Regions from separate parts of the Arachis hypogaea genome. Here region 2 is linked to region 1. Evidence: chromatin contacts called from public Hi-C data. All regions are on one chromosome and are shown on one strand. Each heading gives the region's core, a stretch centred on a gene start, on an enhancer-like site or on the middle of the called end of the contact. The rest is flanking DNA. Distances are from core to core; before and after follow the strand shown. Region 1 overlaps LOC112715955 (probable receptor-like protein kinase At1g80640). Region 2 has its middle 12 kb from the start of LOC112718620.

Region 1 (4,205 bases), core at 978-3,477:
AGTCTAAAAGCAACTCAGTTTCACGTAACTATCGGAACATTGACACCGTTGTCGGGGACTTGGAAGTCTACATCCAATCATAGCAGACGATTAGTTTGAGGACAAACATACGGCATCCGAATCTAAACCAGAGTACCATAATGACCACCGAACACTCATGATACCTCCATGACCGAAGAGAACAGGTGACCCTAACGGGGAAGGAACGTCAGAAAATTTCTAACTCATGCGAATCAATTCGGAGGTACATCTACCCGAGAATGAGGAGCCTTTGCACCCGACAAAAATCATGGGACTCGTACACGAGCATCATGACCGACTGGAGTAACTCAAGCAGGAGATAGAAGGACAACGAGAAGCTGAAAAAGACCTGCAACAAGAAATACGACGTCGAAGAGAACTAGAAGAAAAACTTTTGAAATTAGACGCCGACCTGTGAAATTAGAACGGTCGTGCAGATTGGGAGGAAAGTCTTTTTGGTGGAGAAGATCCATTCATAGAAGAGATCATGCAGGTTAGGGTTCTAAGGAATTTTAAAAGCCCCAACATAAACCTCTACGATGAAACAACTGACCTAAGACATCATCTCAATAATTTTAAAAGTCGGACGTATTTGGCTGATGTGTCCAATGCAACACGTTGTAAAGCTTTCCCAACAATATTAACTAAAACGGCAATGAAGTGGTTTGATAGTTTACCATCTAGGTCGGTGACTTGTTTCAACAATCTCGCAATGAATTTTCTCACCCGATTATCCATTCAAAAAGATAAAATCAAGCATGCTCCAAATCTCCTAGGGGTCAAACAAGAGGTTGGGAAAACACTCTGAGCTTATATAGAAAGATTTAACAAAGCTTGTTTGGAAATTTAGAATTTATCTCTAGAAGCAGTAAGAATGGGGTTAATTAATAGTCTCAAAGAAGGGTCGTTCTCTCAATCCATATCAAAGTGACATTTGACCTCCTCGTATGAAGTACAAGAACAGGCAAAAAAGTACATTAATATGAAAGAGAACTCCCGACTTAAAGAACCAATTCCAAGAAAAAATCTTCTTTATCTAGCTTGGGATAAAGACAAGAAAATAAAGAAAATGACAGTGCTACTGTGTAGATAAAAGATCTTTTCTACATGTATAAAGACTACGTATCTTGTATAAAAATATGACACTTGTACAACATAAAAATGTGTGTTGAGACAGTAGTTTTATGAAAATATGAAAAAATTGTGGTTTCAGAAATAGTAGGCCCCATGTATTTTTTAATCAAGCTATAATAAAACCTGTAAAAATTGCTAATGACTAGAATTAAGAAAATAAGTTTTTATGCAAAGTTATTTAAGCGTATATATCTGTGGTAAGACTAGTTTTAAATACGCAAATCAGAGTACTGTAAAATTTCAATAAATTTATAAAAAATAATTATTTCATATTCATAATTAACCATACCATTACAATAACTCAACAATAATATTTTTGGGTGTGAAGAAGGAAAGGAAGAAGATTTGATACAAAGAGAGATAAAAATAAAAAATAGAAGGAGAAAGAAGATCTATAAAGAGTATAATTGAAAAGAATGAAAAAAATTTGTGTCTATGTCAAAAAATTTGTGCTCCACCCTTTGATTCAGTACACAAATTTTGTGTATTTGTATACTTGCGTGTCCATCCGTGTCTGTTAAAAATTCGTGTCTCAATAAATAAACAATGAACGTATACCACTGTATCTATGTCTTAGTCTTTATGTCTCTCAAACCAAACGTTACCTAAAAAAATTGAAATGTTGTATCTCAAAATTAAAATTTTAGTTCTAATTTCTAATCAATAAATACAATACTTGGTCACAATTTTTTTAGTCTTAGTCCCAATCCTTAAAAACAAATACAACCTTAAGCTTCCTCAGCTAAACTGGAATTTGTTCTGATCTTTGTTGCAGAGCCTAAAATAAACTTCCCTTTCCAATCCCAGATGACCATGAATGCTGTTTTGAATACAATTTTGTATGTCTTTTGAGTTTTTTTTTTTTTTTTGGGTCAAGGTATGTCTTTTGAGTTTAGTCATCAATCATATAAAAAAAAAACCCTTTTCCAAAAAAAAAAAACATTGTTAGGAAATTATTTCTCGAGGAATCCTATTATGTATATAAATAAAAAAATATTGACTCAATCCTACATTAACCAAATGGCCTTCTATACATTGTAAGTGGGCTTCTCATGCGGAGTATACAGAAGGAATAAGAGTTGCAGCCACATCAAAAACCTAGAAAATAAAAATGAGAAACGTTTTGTTACAAGAAGTTAAAGATGAACACCAACATTTTGTGGCCCAATTTGGACCCTGAAAAAAAATCGAAACAGGCATTTTGATGAATACTTTGCACCGTAAGAATTATGTCTCTGACAAAAAAAAAATATATATATATATAAAATAGAGAATTTACGTCATGTCCAGAAACTCGGATTTATATAAATTCTGACAAAAAATGTAAATAGCCAAGTCATTATAACAAAAAAATTCATCAAAATAATTGATAGTTTGTCTATTATGTACTCTAAAAATAAAAATTAAAAATTTAAGGGTAAGATATATTTTTTATTTTAAAATTGGTTTAAAATTTTAAAAATATCTCAAAAGTTTTATTTTGTTTCAATTATTTTTTAAAAATTTTCGATTTACATTAAATATATTCCTAACGGCTAATTTTTCAAAAATTTTAAGATTAAATCAGCAACAATTTCATAACAACAACCTTTAACATAAGCAAATTAAATATAATTGTCATATATTTTTGCTAAATTAGTTTTAAATTTTTTAAAAATTTAGCTATTATGAATATATTTGATGTAAATAAAAAATTATAAAAATAAAACTGAAATAAAATAAAAATTAAGAATATTTTTAAAAATTTTAACAAATTTTAAAGATAAAAAATATACTTTATCTGAAATTTAAATTAAGGAAAAAGGGTTTACTCATGCATCCTTCTAAATTCTAATATCACAATCTCCTGATATATATTTGTGATTGTAGCCGCAAACACATGACAATGAAAACATTAAGGATATCCATTTCGATAAATAATGGTTCCTCTTAACTTGTAATATTGCTAATCCGTGATAAACTATAAAGTACTTTCTTTAAGAAGAAGCTTCGGAGAAAAATACGGTTTGTTAGTTTAACTTAATTATGACGCTAACATGTAACAACACACTTATTTGCTGTGTCGGTTGCCAATGAGTTCATATAATTGAAGCATTCTCGCAATAAATGTGATGGAATCGTTCATTTATATCAACAGAACCTTTTATCTCTTTGTATATTTATATATACAATGTATACATTAATCTGTTATTAAGAAAGCAAAATGTGGTTGAATTCAATGAGATCTGAGTGTTCCTCCAAGATGAATGGGAACAAGAGGGACAAGTGAATGAAGAACATCAGTGATTAGAGGACGGTAACTTGGCTCAGGCTGAACACAGAGAACAGCAACAGCAGCAACCTGGTATAAGTGCTTGACATCCATTGTATCTTTGATCACTGGATCCACAATGTTCCTAAGTTTGGATCTGTCTGTGAGTGCCGGCATCGCCTATAAATTCATTCATATGGTTATGTATACGCGTACGCGCGGTGTGTGGGGTTAATAAATTAAATGAATAAAAGCAGGTAGCATACATAACATACCCATGTGACAATAGATTGGCATTGAGCTGGTGCCAGTTTCTCCACAGGCTTCCTTCCTAACAGAAGTTCAAGAAGTACAACCCCAAATGCATACACATCGCTTTTATCTGTCAATTTCCCTATCAATACATAAATATCACTTGCTATTAGAACTAACAAATAAATTAACAATTTTTTTTATTTTTATAAAATCACTCATTTAAATCTAAATCATTAATATAAGATTTAATAAATGAAGACTTAAAATTTGAGTGAAATATAGTTCTTACTCTCTCTGTTTTATATTAGTCTGTCTCTTTTTAGTTTTATGCAGGTATTAACACAATCATTAAATTTTATTAAAAATATAAACAATTAAAAAAGAAAGACAAAAATACTCCTAGTATTTTTTTCTCTCTCTCTACTAATTCTTTACTCTTCTAAGTTTCTCTTTTTATATTAAATAGAGAATATAATATGTAAAAGTGAATTAATGACTTCATGGAATTAGAAAATGACACTTAATTTGCAACAAAAATAAAAAT
Region 2 (4,205 bases), core at 916-3,415, 100 kb before region 1:
GGTGACTCTAAACTACAATTGGGCCACGAAAATTCATCGTGGAAAGCTCTTCAATAACGAGTCGAAAATTGATGGGCGTGTAATTTATTCTCAAGCATAGACGATAATGACATATAATAGCTTACTAATTAACTCTCGTTCTTCAAATTTGAAAAACATTTTCCATCTGCTATATTATGTGAGTGAGCACCACGTACACCTTTATATATTGGAGTAGAGATTAGTCTTTTCACGTACTCGTTATTATATAGGAAAAAATATAAGTACACAATGAAAATACTAAACAGTGTGAATAATAGATATATTAGATGTTTATTTTACTAAGTGTGTAAATAATTATTTTAATATTAAGATTTAAATGGATAATTTAAATATGTAATATATTTTAATTTGATTGATAATTATTCATATGATTCAAAAAAATTATTGGTTATTTAGCATAATTTATTATATACAGTAAACAGAGAGAGAGAGAGGACTAATAGTGGTCAAAGTAAACGCATGAGGAGTTGTTTAATTTAATGGTTTATACGAATTGGAAGTGCATGCTGATGAGTGAGTACCTTGTTTGACCTGATTAATTAGTTGACCACGCGTCTCAGTTCTCCAAACGGGCTCTATACGTCGTGATTAATTTGATTAATCAGTAATTAAAACACTAAATACTAGAAAATTAATTATAAATATATCTCAAATTTTGGGACACATGTTTACGTTCATGTGATAGTGGAGGATATATTGAGAAGCAAGCAAGGTCCTTTAATTGAACGCTGCAACTAATGAAATTAAGCTACTATTATCGTTAATTACTACAGTGAAACAAGTACTTAATAAAGTACTACCCAACATTTAAGCATCGTTGTTAGGGTGGGTTTAGGATTAATAGACCAATAATTACCATAACAAAGTAACAGCAATTTCAGGCCCCATCATAGTGAAGTTTAATGTAGGGCTGCACGCGGATCAGATCGAATCGGATATAGCTTATAATTCTATTCGATCTGCACTGCATTCATCGGATCGGATCGGATATGATATTCGTATTTTTTCAGGTCGGATTCAATCCGATTTTATCCGCATACATGTGAATCAGATCGGATCAAATATCGGATATATTCGTATAATTCAAAAAAAATATTTTAGGATTATGTTTGATTGTTTTTACAATAAAATGTTCAGAAAATTTATTTTTTCACCTGTTTAAGCCTATTTACTCTTAAAATATTATCAATAAAAGTTTTTTTGAATAACAAAAAAATAATAATACAAGATCTAAGTTTAATTATTCTAAGTTGAAATACAACATAAAAAATTAAAAACAAGATGTAATAAAACAACACACTAAAATTTATATCACATTATGATTTATTTTCTTAAACTATGCTATTTATAAGAGACGTGCAGATATGTGGATTTGCGAATCGGATCTGCGGATATCACTGTCAAATCCACAATCCGATCCTACTATAGTGCGGATCAGATTTGATCGGATCCAATAACTCTGTAGATCGGATAATATCCATAAAATTTCGATCAAATGTGAATAAGTACTATATATATTATCTGATTCATGTGCCACCTTAGTTTAATGCTAGGATTTAAGAACCTAGACATTATGAATTGGAATATTCTAAACATCTTTTTAACCGGTCATCGAGAAGACTACACGTGCCACTGAATATGTTTTTGGTCGTATGGTCAAGGTCACATGTGAGCATGAGTAACAACCTTTTGGGTTTATATCAAACGTTTATGGTGAACACTGAACAGTATTTATGAGTTGCGGCATCTTGTAGTGTTAAATCTAACGGGCTTGGCACATTGGGGTAAGAAAATTGTGGTCCCAAACCCATGTGGGTTGTCCAAAGTGCCATCATTTGGGTACCTCATGAATTAATTCTACAATTCTTAAGGTCAATGAAATTGTGGTTGGACGCCTGGTTCAGTGGCACACTTGTGGGTGTGTTGTGTACTAAGACCCAAAAGAATATGTCAATGAAATTATTAACATTTTATATTCTCTCAACATAAAATTAATCATTAACTCCCATGAAGCTTGGTGCATTCTTAAATAAATTTACAAGTTTAGAAGACCTTTTTTTTGGGTATGGGAAGATTAGAGACACAGCGTGGCAGTTATGTAACTATGTTAATGGGTTTTCTCCTAGGGGCTTCGGGTAGGTGTGTCAGTGTGTTTTTTCCCCTCTTTTGGTCGTGTAGATATTCTTAAAGGCCCATACTGCAAAAAAGAAAAAAAAAGAATGAACTTTAGAGTGCTCGACCAAGCCCTATATTTGGCCCAGAAAGAGGGATTCTCTGTACAGACTAGGCCAGCCGCCAGCCTTTGTTCTTAACCATCCTGTCATGTGGTTAATTGGCTTCGATAGTTCAATTTGATCTGCACTCTATTATAATTTTTTTTAAAATATTAAATCTGATTTGTCAATCTGGTCTAATAAATTTTTTTATAAAAATAAAAATATTATTTTAAAAAATTATATTTTAATAAAAATATTTATATATAATATATCATATTTAATAATTATAAATTTTTTAAATATTTAAATATTTATAATAAAATATAATAAATTTAAAATATCTTATAATTTTATTAATAATAAAAAAATTATTTATATATTTAATTATATTTTAATAGGACCAAAGAGGTCTGACAAGTTAATAAGACTAATTAGTAAATCTGGGTCTAATCTATTAATATATTAAGCTTTTTATAAGAATCCGACCTTGTGCCTATTTTATAATAGACCAGACCAGACTAAACACGTGTCAAGCTACAGGTCCCTAACAAGTCATTTGGTCTTTTTCCACCCTTATTAATACTTAGGAGTGAAAACAAGCCAGCCAGACCAGCCAAGCCATGTTTTTTTCTTAACAGGTCTGATCTGTCATGTAACTATAGGCTTTTTTAAAGTACTAAGCCTGACCTGAAGCTTGTTAAAAGGCTTGATAATATTTTTAATAAAAATAAAATATTATTTAAAAAAAATTATTTTTAAATAAAAATATTTATATATAATATGTCATATTTAAATTTATAAAAAATTTTAAACTTTTAAAATATTTAAAACATACAAAAGTATTTATAATAAAATATAATAAATTTAAAATATCTCATAATTTTGTTAATAATAAAAAAATTATTTATATATTTAATTATGTTTTAATAGGCTCAAGCAGGCCTGATAGGTCAATAAAACTAATTAGTGAGTCCGAACTTAACCTATTGATATATTCAGGCTTTTACAAGAACTTGAGCACGTGCCTATTTTATAACAGGTCAGGCTAAACACAGACCAGGCTACAGGTACAAGTGTTCATGGATCGGATCCGATCCGCATATCCGCGGTGTTTATCCGAATCCAATCCGAAAATTGCGGATATGGATCTGATCTGCAGGGCTTTCGGATCGGATCGGATCCACACACTAATCGGATCGGATTGCGGATTTTGTGTTGGTATCCGCATATCTACGTATCCGCAAAAATAAAGAAATAAATAAGTAAATATTCTTTTTATGTTTTATTTCAACTAATAATTATCATATATGTTGTATTACTTTAAATTTATTATTTATGAAAAGTATGTTTAATATTATTTTAAAAATCAATTTATTTAAAAGAATAGAAAAAATAAATTTTATTGATATTTTTTAATAAAAATAAACTTTTAAAAATATTTTTGTACTTTGCGGATATATCCGATATCCAATCCGATCCGATTCACAAATGTGCAGATCGAATCCAATCTTAAAAACTACGAATATTAGATCCGATCCGCGTTCACCCTAACTACATGTCCCTAGCAAGTCACTGGCCTTTTCTCATCCCTAATTGTATCGTTGTAGTCCTCACTTCCCTCTTTGCTATTGTAAGGGTTAAATTCATCAATTTGGTAGAGGCTTTTAATCAATTTTTTGTCCTTAAACGAAGCTCTTACAAAAACCAAGAAAAAAAAAACAGAGTTCTAATATGCAACAAATTAATTATTAGCCTTGTCAAAATAAAAAATACTAAAAAAAAAAACATAGAAAGGTGATAAATTTAAAGATGGAAATCGAAACTTTATGGTCATCATGAAAACCTAGTAGAACGAGGATTTTCTATAAAATTTATAAGTTCAGGCCTCTGAAATAATTTTGTTTCCCTGCTGTTAGAGTACAATTGTATAATTAAGTGTTTTGTTGG

What was found. Hi-C and Micro-C count contacts between places; a contact is called where the count stands out from the background.
Region 2: a Hi-C map of leaf shows a contact between it and region 1, with 5 times the contacts expected there. The contact joins two enhancer-like sites. A contact is called at or near these places in 3 of 8 Hi-C or Micro-C datasets (leaf and an unstated tissue).

What each region holds. Positions count from the first base shown.
Region 1 is chr10:93,250,228-93,254,432 of arahy.Tifrunner.gnm2.J5K5, reverse strand. LOC112715955 (probable receptor-like protein kinase At1g80640) reads right to left here. Exons shown (of 9, transcript XM_025767800.2): 8 at 3,682-3,800; 9 at 3,265-3,586. The coding sequence ends at 3,371. Among protein-coding and RNA genes, the nearest start is that of LOC112715955, 4.9 kb to the right of the region's middle. Within about 2 kb of position 2,227, at least 3 of the 3 cell types and tissues checked have open chromatin away from gene starts, as enhancers often do.
Region 2 is chr10:93,352,756-93,356,960 of arahy.Tifrunner.gnm2.J5K5, reverse strand. No RefSeq gene overlaps it. Among protein-coding and RNA genes, the nearest start is that of LOC112718620, 12 kb to the right of the region's middle. Within about 2 kb of position 2,165, at least 3 of the 3 cell types and tissues checked have open chromatin away from gene starts, as enhancers often do.